Regions from separate parts of the Mus musculus genome. Here region 1 is linked to region 2. A link is a contact called in public HiCAR-type data. All regions are on one chromosome and are shown on one strand. The core of a region is the stretch at or near the end of the contact, and the rest is flanking DNA. Distances in the headings are between cores, read along the strand shown.

Region 1 (5,866 bases), core at 2,208-4,707, 330 kb after region 2:
CAGCCTATCTCCCCCATGACCCTTGAAAATTCCCCTGCCGTCTCATGGAAGCATACTGTAAAGATCTTTCCTCATCTGTCAGTCAATACAGGTCTCTTAGCAACCATTCTCCCGGGTCGATTAATATGATACACTGAACAGACAACATCCATTCCACACAGGGCGACCAAAGGTTCCTTTTTTATACAACCATGATTCACTGTCCTTTCTCAGAAACTCATCAGTTCATCTAGAAAAAAAGCCAATCACTCAACAAGAGGCATACTTGAGAGAGCCAGGGGCCAGTAGGAGGGACTCCAGATGAACAAGGTGGCCTCCAAGTTTTCCTATGCTTTCTTTCTCCATCCATCATCCCCGACCAATCCACTCCTCAGTGGGTACTTTCCTCAGGAGAAACCAGCTATTCTCTCTCTCTCTCTCTCTCTCGCCACAGAGCAACCTTGGGATAGGAAACCACGTGCTCGTCTAGATGTAGAAATGGCTTTGATGTGTGGTCTAGAAACACACCAGTGAAACACAAGATTGGGTCACAATCTCAGACATGCTACTGGATTATTCCACAGGCATTTTTTGTGAAATTTAGAGGCGGGGGGGGGGCGTGGTTTCCTTGCTGTGGTGGAGGAAGAAGGGAGGGAGGGAGGGAGGGAGGAAGGAAGGAAGGAAGGAAGAAAGAAAGAAAGAAAGAAAGAAAGAAAGAAAGAAAGAAAGAAAGAAAGAAAGAAAGAAAGAAAGAGAGAGAGAGAGAGGAAGGAAGGAAGAGAGAGAGAAAGAGAAAGAAAGAAAGAAAGAAAGAAAGAAAGAAAGAAAGAAAGAAAGAAAGAAAGAAAGAAATGCACTGATTTTGTTTTCAAGTGGTATTATCATATGGCTACGTTGATTTCCATCTCTCTAGGATCTTTTGATGACTTTTTTCTTTAGTTGTTTCTACACACAAATTATATATATGTGCATTTCTAAACACATAGATACAACCTACTCAGTCCATATACTGCTATAATTTCAAAGAATTTAAAATTAAAAGAGAAAATACAAAGATCATAAACTTTTTAAAATTACTCAAAGTCAGACACCAAATCAAGTTCTTAGGTGAAGGCAATATATTTGGGAAGCTTTCTCAGTCCTATGAGAAAATTTGGAAAACAGATAAGAAAAGTCAAGGAAGAATGGATCAACACATATGTAACTAAGTGTGTTCAACTGAACCATACTCTCCCTAGACCCTCTGGGAACCTATGAGGAACATAACTGAAGACTTGTCCTCTTGGCTCCTCATAAATACTTTTCTGATAGCTCATCCTTGCTTTGATGAAGAATAAGGCCAGTGTCACTGAGACATGCAGGAAGACTACAGCATTAGTGTCCCCAAGATACAAAATAAATGTCAGCTTTCACAGGAAGCATCAAAAGAAAAGAAGAGGTCTATCAGGTAGACCAGTAGTTCTCAACTTGTGGGTCATAACCTCTTTAGGGTTCCATATCAGATATTTACATTACAATTCGTACCAGTGGCAAAACTACAGTTATAAAGTAGCAACATTGTATTAAAGGGCTACAACATTAGGAAAGTTGAAAACCACTAAGGTAGACAGACAGCATTTCTCTCCCATAATTAATTAGAAAATGGTAGCGAAGAAAGTAATCAGACATTAAGAAGTCATTAATAACCTTGGGTTTCATATATACTTAAAGTACTTTACCATGAAACACTCCTAACTTCTGCTTAAACAGCACAAGAGAAGTGGGCATGGAACTGCACTTCGGGTTTTATAACTGCTTAATTGAGTTGCAGCCTGCTGGCTAGGATATTTTTGTATCATCTTCACAACAATAAGAATTATAGTCCCAATTTTGAGTAAAATGGAAGCAACCACTTTTGAAATTTTAGTGATAGCACCTAGTATCTATACATCAATCATGGAGGTACCTGTACTAATTCTTAAATGAAAAAGTTCTTACTCAACATAAACCCTGGACAATCTTATGAGCCTGAGACAGAATTGAATTCATCTGGAATCCATCATTTTCATTCTGATGGGTACACATGACCTCAGCAGTGACCGTCAAAGAGGCCAGCACTAAGAATCATTCCCCCCAAATATTCCATTTTTAAGAATTATTTACAGATGAAAAACTTTTTCCTGGCCATTGTTAACGATAGGCAACATCATTGAATCTTAATGATTTATTAGGGGTAGTAATAAAGAGATAGAAACACCACAAAATATTGATAACTCCAACCTGAAGTAAAGTTTATGTTCTCCTCATTGGATTATTTCTGTCTTTTAAAGGCTACAATGGCGTCTCATCTTATCTGATTTCTCGCCTCGAAGATTATAGTCAGTCCTCAGTCCCTTCTACAAAGCAATCACAGCCTAAAGACATCCCAACGGGAGGGGGCCTCTGAGAAGACCATGCTTCAGTTAGCATACCGACACACATAACACTGAAGGGTTTTGTTACATGTTGAAAGCTGGCAGGTGCGCATGTTCCTCAGGAGTGGTCAGTTAAGGTCAAATGCATCCTTCTGATTTCCCAGAGTCACTATTTTTTCATCTTACAAAAAGGAAATGAAGGAATCAGGGGAAATAGTATAACAAATCTGTAAGATCCTTCTATATTATGAAGTCTGTCTCTGTCTCTGTCTCTGTCTCTCTGTCTCTCTCTGTCTGTCTCTGTCTCTCTATCTCTGTCTCTCTCTCCCTCTCTCCACCCCCTCTCTCCCTCATGCATAGTGTGTGTGTGTGTGTGTGTGTGTGTGTGTGTGTGTGTGTCTACTGCAGAGAAGTAAGGATTAACCATTATAAGATGGCCACTGAGGGACATCATGGCATCAGTAATACTGAAGTTTCAATCTGGATTTGTCCTCTATCCACACAGGGCTTCCAGAAAAGAGGCATCTTGTGACAGAAATTAAATGTGTGGCAATGAATGAAGAAACAAGAAGAAAACAGTTTACAGAGTCCAAGTCAACCCTTAAGGGGAAAAAAAAATGTACCCTTCAAAACCTTGTCTAAATCTCAGCTTAGCTTGCAGATAAGAGCACATTACCATCAGGTGAGTGAGACACCCCCCCCCCAAGGGCTAGTAGATCTTACATTAAGGCAGCTTCTGCCAGGCAATGCTTATGGCATCTATCTGTTGGGTTTACAATATCCAGATTATAGAAACATACATTTGTGAAGCTCACCATTTGGAAGGAGTCAAGTGCTGTGTGGTCTGCTGTTGCTGGGCCTGGACACAATCCAGCTGGATGCTACTATTGCCTTCTACTCTTCATAGGCAGAGAGCAGGCTCTCTGATTCTCCTCTGCACCACCAAGGCCTCCTCCGTCCCCTTTCCACCGCTGCCATCTTGCTTCTCTGTCTTTACTGTTTATTTCCTTATAGCCTCCTCTGCTCTCCAGATCAGTGTTTACACTCTTCCCTCTGCAGCTATACTAAAGGTACAAAGGACATCTGACAGCATCCTAGGAGTCTTCCCCTCCATTGCCTGGTAACAAACAAACAAACTATAAACAATGTGGTCACGTTTCATTCTAGAGAAACTAGGTCACTTGTGATTTCCAGAAAGATACATGCACAATTCCTCCCCCAAAGAGCTGCAGAGACTTCAATTCAGAGTGTTAGAGAGGAAGCAAAACACATAGGGCTAGCCTGACTTAAATAGAAGAGCTATTTAGTAGAATCTGGGGCTCTAAAAAGAAGTTTGAGAATTAGGAGAGAATAGCTAGGACTTGAATTAGAAAAGAACAAAGGCTTTCTAGACTCAGAACTGTTACATGCCAGAGATCATTTGACCTGGCTGTTTCATGTTTATAGAAGAAAAAACAGAGTTTCGTAGACTAAGGTTACTCAGGGTCATCTCACCATTTGAAGGTTGCCTAGTCTTAATTATTCAAAACAGCACATATTGCGTGGTTTGGGTGTTTTCTTCTGTTCTTTGTTGCTCTCATTTTGCCTTTGTGAATCGCAAGGCTTCTGCACAGAAGAAAGCAAAACTGTGGCTCCCAAGCAGCTAGAAGCTGTATTACCAGACTCTCACTTATTTTGTCCCTAACAACTAGTGTTCATTTTTGACCTAGTCTGAGTCTGACCAGTCTTTATTTTCCATACACATGACCTGCTAATCCTCTCATTTTGGGTTCTCAGTTTAGTGACTCAGAAGTGATGTACATTTCTGTCCTTTCCCTCCTTTCTTGTGCTCATTGGCTCCCTGCTCAATCATTTAGCTCAACACATGATGCCCCAGAAACTCCCATTCTCTGTTTTCAGTTTCTTGTCTCCATTCACTCCATGGGACACCTAGAAACAAGCTGAGTATAGTCCTTACCTCCATCTAGGTTTATAAAAATCCTCAAGGAGAACACAGCTAGAGGGATTTGAGGCTAGCTGGTGATCTGGGTTTTTTGTTTGTTTTTGGTTTTGTGTTTGTTTTTTGTTTTATAATTGCTCTGTTTATGATGCAAGGAATCAAGACCCTTTATAACAAGGACCTCAAGTAACTGTTCTATTACAAGATTGACTCTCAGTGACTTTGACTGCAGAGCCAGTGCAATGCAGTCATACGGAGGTTTGAGTTCTGTACCCTCAGCAATTGGCATTACCCTGAAATGAAACCATCCAGGCTGAGAAAGAGTCTTAGAAGAATCCAGAACCTCCACACATAGCCATCTCTCCAAGGGCAGATGGGGCCATCTGTCTCCTTGACTGTGCCGTCACCATGCCTCACGCTTTTGGGAATCCCCACTTGCCTCTTGTTGATTCTCTTCAGTCCACCTCACTGCCATGGCTCTGTGCCTCCCGCTTTTGGACCCTCCTGAGTCTGTGTCTGTGCCACAGGACCTCCGCTCACCTCGGTCACCACCTAGGCACATGTCCCTTAGAACATCCCCAAATTTACATTCCACCCAGCCACTTCATTCTTCACACAGAGACTTTCCTTTCTCTGTGTCTCTCACGCAGTTATTTCCCTTTCTGCCTACTCTTAATCCTAAACTGCCATGGCCAATCCAGTGGGTCTGCCTACTTCCAGTTAATCCCCTTTGCTGTCACTCCCTTCCTCATGTGGCATTCTAAAGTATTAAAAGCATGGCATATCTTTCCTGGGCAACCTCCTTCATCCCCAGTGGATGAGACCATATCAAATATTTTGCTTGTAAATTCAGAATCCTGCATTAAACTTTTGGTCTGAGTGGCCTTTGGTTATTGAAGATTCTATAACCACACATGGTTCAGCCACAAGTGGACTGTTTCCTCGATAGACTTCTCCTGAAAGGCAATGTGACTTTGGTGTCACTTTGGGTGTAGGCTGCTTTCTCCTAAGAGTCAAGAGCTTCCCTGTTTTAAAAACCTAAGCAGAAGAACCAAAAATAAAGTGTTGCGTGGCTATCTTCCACTACTGGGGATATTCTAAGAAAATATAGGTTCAAAGGCAGAAATACCACAAGTTTGAGGCCAGCGTAGTCTACATAGTAAATTTTAAGCCAGCCAATGCCATATAGTGAGACTACTTAAAAACGTGTGTGTGTGTGTGTGTGTGTGTGTGTGTGTGAGAGAGAGAGAGAGAGAGAGAGAGAGAGAGAGAGAGAGAGAGAGAATTATCTGATGTATAGCTTATGATAATATGTTACCTAAGTTATTTTAAAGGATTCAAAGACACATTATATTGACAACACTGATTCTTGATTTAGCATGAAGATGTTCAATGGGCAACTGAAATGAGATTAAATTTTTTAGCATCTCTACTTTCATACTTTGTGTCTCCTTGACTCTCTAAACCTTTAGAGACCAGATTATTACACAGGTTTTTTTTTTTTTAATTTAGACATGTTGGTAACTTAATAATTTGAATTTTTTGGAGCCATAAT
Region 2 (5,378 bases), core at 2,860-5,359:
GAAATGTCAGGCATTTGGTTATAGAAATATGAAGAAAAACTTGCACAAGGAAGTTTCTGGGAAAATGAATTTTTGCCACCAAAGAATAAGTCTCAAAGGTACAAGAGGTAAGACAATTTCTATTTATTTATTTATTTATTTATTCATTTATTTACTTATTTTGCTAAAAGATTCATGTTACTTTTAGCTTTGTGTGTGTGGAGGGGAGGGAGGGTATGTGAGTGTGTCTCTGTGGAAGGTCAGAAGAGGATGTCATATCTCCTGGAATTAGAGTTACAGAAGTTGTGAGGTACCTATTGGTGGTACAGGGAATCAAAATCAGGACCTATGGGTGAGCACTAACACTCCTAACCCCCGAGCCATCTTTCTAGTGTCCATAGAACACATTCTTTTACCACGCATAAATTTAAGTTTTGAAATTCCTATCATTGAGATATTTCTACAAGCATTCTATATATGCTACTCTGACAGTTTTCTTCTCTTCAGACCATAGGCCTTTGAAGCTTTATTTCCTAGACTACTGTCTTCAGTAACAAGGGACACAAATTTGGTTTTGCTGAAGATTATTTGAGCTTTTAAAAGATCTCTACAGTCTGTTCTACAGAAATGTATTTGAACGTTATAGAAATTCTAGAGGCATTCTAGAAAGACACAAGCTTGCATGCCACAGACTTGATCATACATCCTAGATCTATTGCTTACTTGCTGTTTCTCTCAGAAATACTTGATTGTTGAGGTTTGGTCTGTTGCTATGGACTGTAATGCTAGATATTGGCCCCCTAAGGTCTGGTTGCCCCCAGGGACAAGGAGATCCTCATGTACATCATATGATGCTATGTAACCTTGCTCCTTAATTTAAAACTAGAAGTTGAATAAAGATGCCTACAGCCTATAGCAGGGCAGAAGAGAGGTAGGTGGAGTTTTGGCTCCTGGGCATGAGGTCTGAGGCAGGACCACTGGAGGAGAGAGAGAGAGAGAAAGTGGAGAGGGAGGAAGATACCATGGACTATTTGATTGTGAGAACTGGCCATGAGGGCTGTCCAGTCCGAGTAAGAGCAGCTCAGGTGGAACATGGCAAGGCATATCTCAGGGTTATTGGCAGGGAAGTAGACAAAACAGCTTAGAGGGTCGACATCTGCCCAGCTCTAGTGCTGTCTGAGGCCTGTTATAAATATAAAAGTGTGTCTTTTACCTGGGAAATAAATGATCTAAGGCAGGTAGAAACCCTTGATTGATATTAATTATTACCACAACACTCAATGCTCTAAATTTCCATATTACCCAGGCCTCTGTTTACTCACTCCCTAGCTCCCTCTTGTATTTGGATTTTTTAAATAGATCTTATAATTATCTGTTACATTATTTGTTCAAAAGTTGAATTTTGAGTAGTCTTTTTCTATTTGTTACTGTATTAAAATGAAGCCTGGTATAGGGCCAATAAAATGCCTTAGTAGGTAAAGGAATTTGCCACCAGGCCTGATGATTCTTGGAACCTAAAAGATGAAAGGATAGAACTAACGCCACTGATCTTCTCTCTCTCTCTCTCTCTCTCTCTCTCTCTCTCTCTCTCTCTCTCTCTCTCTCTCTCTCACACACACACACACACACACACACCCCACATGTATATATCTTCCAAATAAATAAACAAATAAATATGAAACAAGAGTGATACTTGGTATGAAGCAGGTATTAAATTATTAAATGAATGACTTAGTCTTAGTAAATTCCCTTGTTATTTTCCCCCACTAATAAAAAGTCATTTTTCTACTAAATATTTCAGTAATGACAGAAGAGCAATTTTTCTGTGTACATCTAGCACAGTGCAGGCCATATCAAATGTATTTAGGACCTGTGCTGATTGCCCTCTTGCCTCCTGCAGCTCATTCCTCTGCTGGCTATCAAGGTTGTAGACATCCCAACACACCCCCATGCCCTTGCTGCCGCACTAGACTCTTGGAGCTAGCAGCTAGATGGCTCAGTAGGTAGACACCTGCTGCCTAGCCTGCTGACCTGAATTTATTCTCTGGGACCCACTCAACAGAAGGAGAGCATTGACTCACTAGTTGTCATCTGGCTTCCATATGGTGCAGGGGTTCACATGCACCCTTCCCCACGGACACAGAATAAGTAAAATAAAATCTAATTTAAAAACTGTAGTCACTAAGTTATGTTTTGTCAAATGGACTTTTTATTTGCCAAGGTGAGCATGAAAAAGTTATGGGTCCTGGTGCATCACAAAAGCCAAGCACATGATGCGTTGCTTTAAAATATGTTATAGTTTTATTAGAAATGGAATTGATTTTAGATATAATTTCTCATAGTTGCTCCTCTACCTAAGACAAAACTGCATTCCATCCAGTAAGCCCATCACAAACAGGAAACACTGTGAGTCAAAATGTATGCCGTACACCTAACCTGCTAAGGATGTGTCCATGACAGTGTGTAGGGGGAGGTGCTGATTCCCTAATTGGTTTTGGATTTGGTCAATAAAGAAGGTGGAAGCCAATTGCTGGATGAAGGGTAATGGTGGGACTTCTGGGTCCCAGGAGGAAGAAAAGACTCGCGGAAGGAGAAAAGGTTTCTCATCCAGGCTTTGGAATGAGAAGCATGCAACAACCATGTAAAGTCTTGGGGTAGTTAGAGCCTGTGGCCTCTGCCACCAGAGGATGGCTGATATAGACTAGCTGATAAGGTTAGGGCAGAAGATTCTGTGCCCAACAACTGTGTTATCTGGCAAGTTCTAAGATAATAGAGCTGTTGGTGTTTTTCTTCCATGGAGCAAAGATGGGCAGAGATAGAGAGAAGCCCCAAGGCAATACTGGCAGCTTGGCGAAGCTAGCAGGGAGGGGCTGGGGCAATCAGAGCTCCCTGGAAAGGCAGTAGCTGCCCATTGACTGAGCTAAGCTGGGAGGGATGGGCAAGTCAGGAGTGGGACTGACAGCTAAGCCCTGGGCAAAGGAGGAAACAACAACAAAAGGTATTTGTCCCTGGACCCTTCTTTTCTGGCTGCTTGGTGACAGGAGGGGACAAGCCCTTCTCTGTCATAGCTTCTGTCATGATGCTTCTGCTTTGCTGCAGTCCTAAATGCACCTGGACCAGCTGACTGTGGACTTACCCTTCTGAAAGTATGAGGTCCGCTTTGTAAAATGACGTCATTGGGGGCAAGGCACAGCCTAAAGGCCAGTTCCATACAACATAGACTAACTTAGGGGAGGGCACAGCTGATAACCACAATTTGGTGGATTACTTTCTTTGCCAAGTAGAAGCTTTCTACGGAGATTCAGGGAGTGATTTATAATTTTTTTTTTCTATTTTCAATGAAGTTCTCACTCCACTACTAACTTATGAAAAAAAAGTGGCATTTAGATGTCAAAAAGAGTAAGAAAAGGACATGTGTTTGCACCTGAAACAGCGACTTCTGTTTCTTATTGCAGATTCCTCTTTCAGTGTGAAGCTGGAGGGAGGAGACCTCTATATCAATATAACCACTGGCATTTAGCTAACCTTTCACCACAGGTCCTTCACTTCCCAGTTGCTATGGATAAGAAAGATAGAAAAAAAAAAAACCCAAAAAACAAAAAAAACCCAAAACCACTGTTCAGAAAGTTGCTCACTGTTCCTATGCAAAGAAACGTCACGGTGAGAACAGAGAGAAAACAGAGTGGTTCTATTAAAGCCCAGTGGCAGACAGGAGGGCTAAGATATAGACAGGAAGAGAGGAGCAGGGGATGGTGGGAGGAATGAGTCACTTAATTGCAAAAAGGTGCCAAAGAATCTGGTGGACAGGGAGCTTAGTTGGTGGTGGAGACAGGCCTGGCTAGAGCCAAGGTTTGGGTGGGGAAGCTGTCTTCTGGTCAGACTCTGTCTCTACCTGCTGCTGTACCATACAGTAAGCACACCATGCACTCAGTCTCAGGACTCTCCATTGCCACCTGTGTGGGACAACAGAAGCTTTGTAGCTAGGGAGAACCAGAGTTTGACTTTTGGCCACACAAGTCTCCGTGTGACTCTAAAGATGTCATCTAGCTTTTGTGAACCTGTGTCCTCATTGTTTTGATGCTCCTGATGACTCAGTGAGCTTCTATATGCAAAGTATTCAGTGGGGGTTTCAAGGAACTCAATAAGAATAGCTCTCACCACTAAGATCTACCCATGAGTGGATGAGTGTTGGGACCAGGGTGGTAGCAAGAGTTTTAAAAAGATGCAGTGGGGGATTGTAGAGATGAATCAGTAGTTCAGCCTTCTGCTCTCCCAGAGGAACTGCATTTGATTTCCAGTACCCATATTAGTTGATTCATGACTGCCTGTAGCTTCAGCTCCAGGTGAATGGACATCTCTGCCCTTCAACAGTACTCACAGGTCCACACCCTCCCATGGTGCCCACACCCAATAAAGAAAACAATAAGATAAAGTCCTAAAACATGATGATGTCTTTAGCTTTAGAGGCTTCTGAATTTAATTTTCGTCTCTATCATGTCCTTCCTGATTTTCAGTTCAGAGGAAATCACCCTGGGGTTTGGGCTAGGTCATATCCTTGCAGTCTCTGCTAAGTTGATGGGCATCCCCCTCAGGCAAGCCCCTCTTTCATGTCCTCTTCCTCTGCTGAGGCGTTATGGGATCAGCTGGTCTGCTTTTTTGTGCTGGCTCCCACAATTTCCTCCCCATCCCCCAGGAGGCGGCGCATCTTTTCCCTGGACCCTTGCTGAGGCAAGATGCACTTACAGTAGAGTTCCCCTCTCCTTTTCTGTTTCCTGCCAATACATGGGGTTTCCCTGGTTGTTTACATCTTTAGGAGATTTTTGCAAAGAGAAGAAAAAGTATATATATAAAAGAGGAAACCACAATGAGACATGATCCTGAGCCTCACACTTGAATTATGCTACGGTTGGTTTCTCTTAGCCAACCCTCTCCATTACCGTCTTTCCAAATGAATTTCTGAATTCACCTTTACATACTCCCCTCTCATAAAATAACTTTTATCATTTTCTTTAGATTTTTCTTCCACACAAATGCTCAATGTATTTTTCTAGATTGATAGTAAGCAATAGAAACGGGATGAATTGTAACCAAGTTCTCACTGAGATTTTTTAAAAATTTTTATTTTATTATTTTGAGTGTATGGGTGTTTGCCTGCATGTGTGTTGCCTTAGTGTTTCTACTGATGTGTTAAAACATCATGACCAATATAGAGAGTTTATTTGACTTACATATCTTAAATCACAGTCAACTGATGAAATCCAAGGTAAGAACTCAAGCAGGGTTGGAAGCTACAGGCAGGAGCTGATGCAGAGACCATGGAGGGATGTTGCTTACTGGCTTGCTCTTCGTGGCTTGTTCAGCCTGCTTTCTTATAGGACCCAGGACCATCAGAACAGGAA

What was found. HiCAR-type assays count read pairs that join an accessible place to other places.
Region 1: a contact with region 2 is called in a HiCAR-type map of Th17 cells, with 13 times the contacts expected there. The contact joins two enhancer-like sites. A contact is called at or near these places in 3 of 39 promoter capture datasets (3T3-L1-derived adipocytes, the HPC-7 cell line and frontonasal cranial neural crest), 3 of 484 Hi-C or Micro-C datasets (bone marrow-derived macrophages, embryonic stem cells and nephron progenitors), 2 of 115 datasets of contacts at active chromatin or transcription factors (Th17 cells and a beta-TC-6 cell line) and 1 of 9 other capture datasets (embryonic stem cells).

The regions. Positions count from the first base shown.
Region 1 is chr1:161,701,229-161,707,094 of GRCm38.p6, forward strand. No RefSeq gene overlaps it. Among named protein-coding and RNA genes, the nearest start is that of Gm31869, 63 kb to the right of the region's middle. Within about 2 kb of position 3,458, at least 29 of the 459 cell types and tissues checked have an H3K27ac peak or open chromatin away from gene starts, as enhancers often do. A contact at or near this core is called in Th17 cells, where this site is marked.
Region 2 is chr1:161,372,327-161,377,704 of GRCm38.p6, forward strand. No RefSeq gene overlaps it. Among named protein-coding and RNA genes, the nearest start is that of Tnfsf4, 20 kb to the right of the region's middle. Within about 2 kb of position 4,110, at least 17 of the 459 cell types and tissues checked have an H3K27ac peak or open chromatin away from gene starts, as enhancers often do. A contact at or near this core is called in Th17 cells, where this site is marked.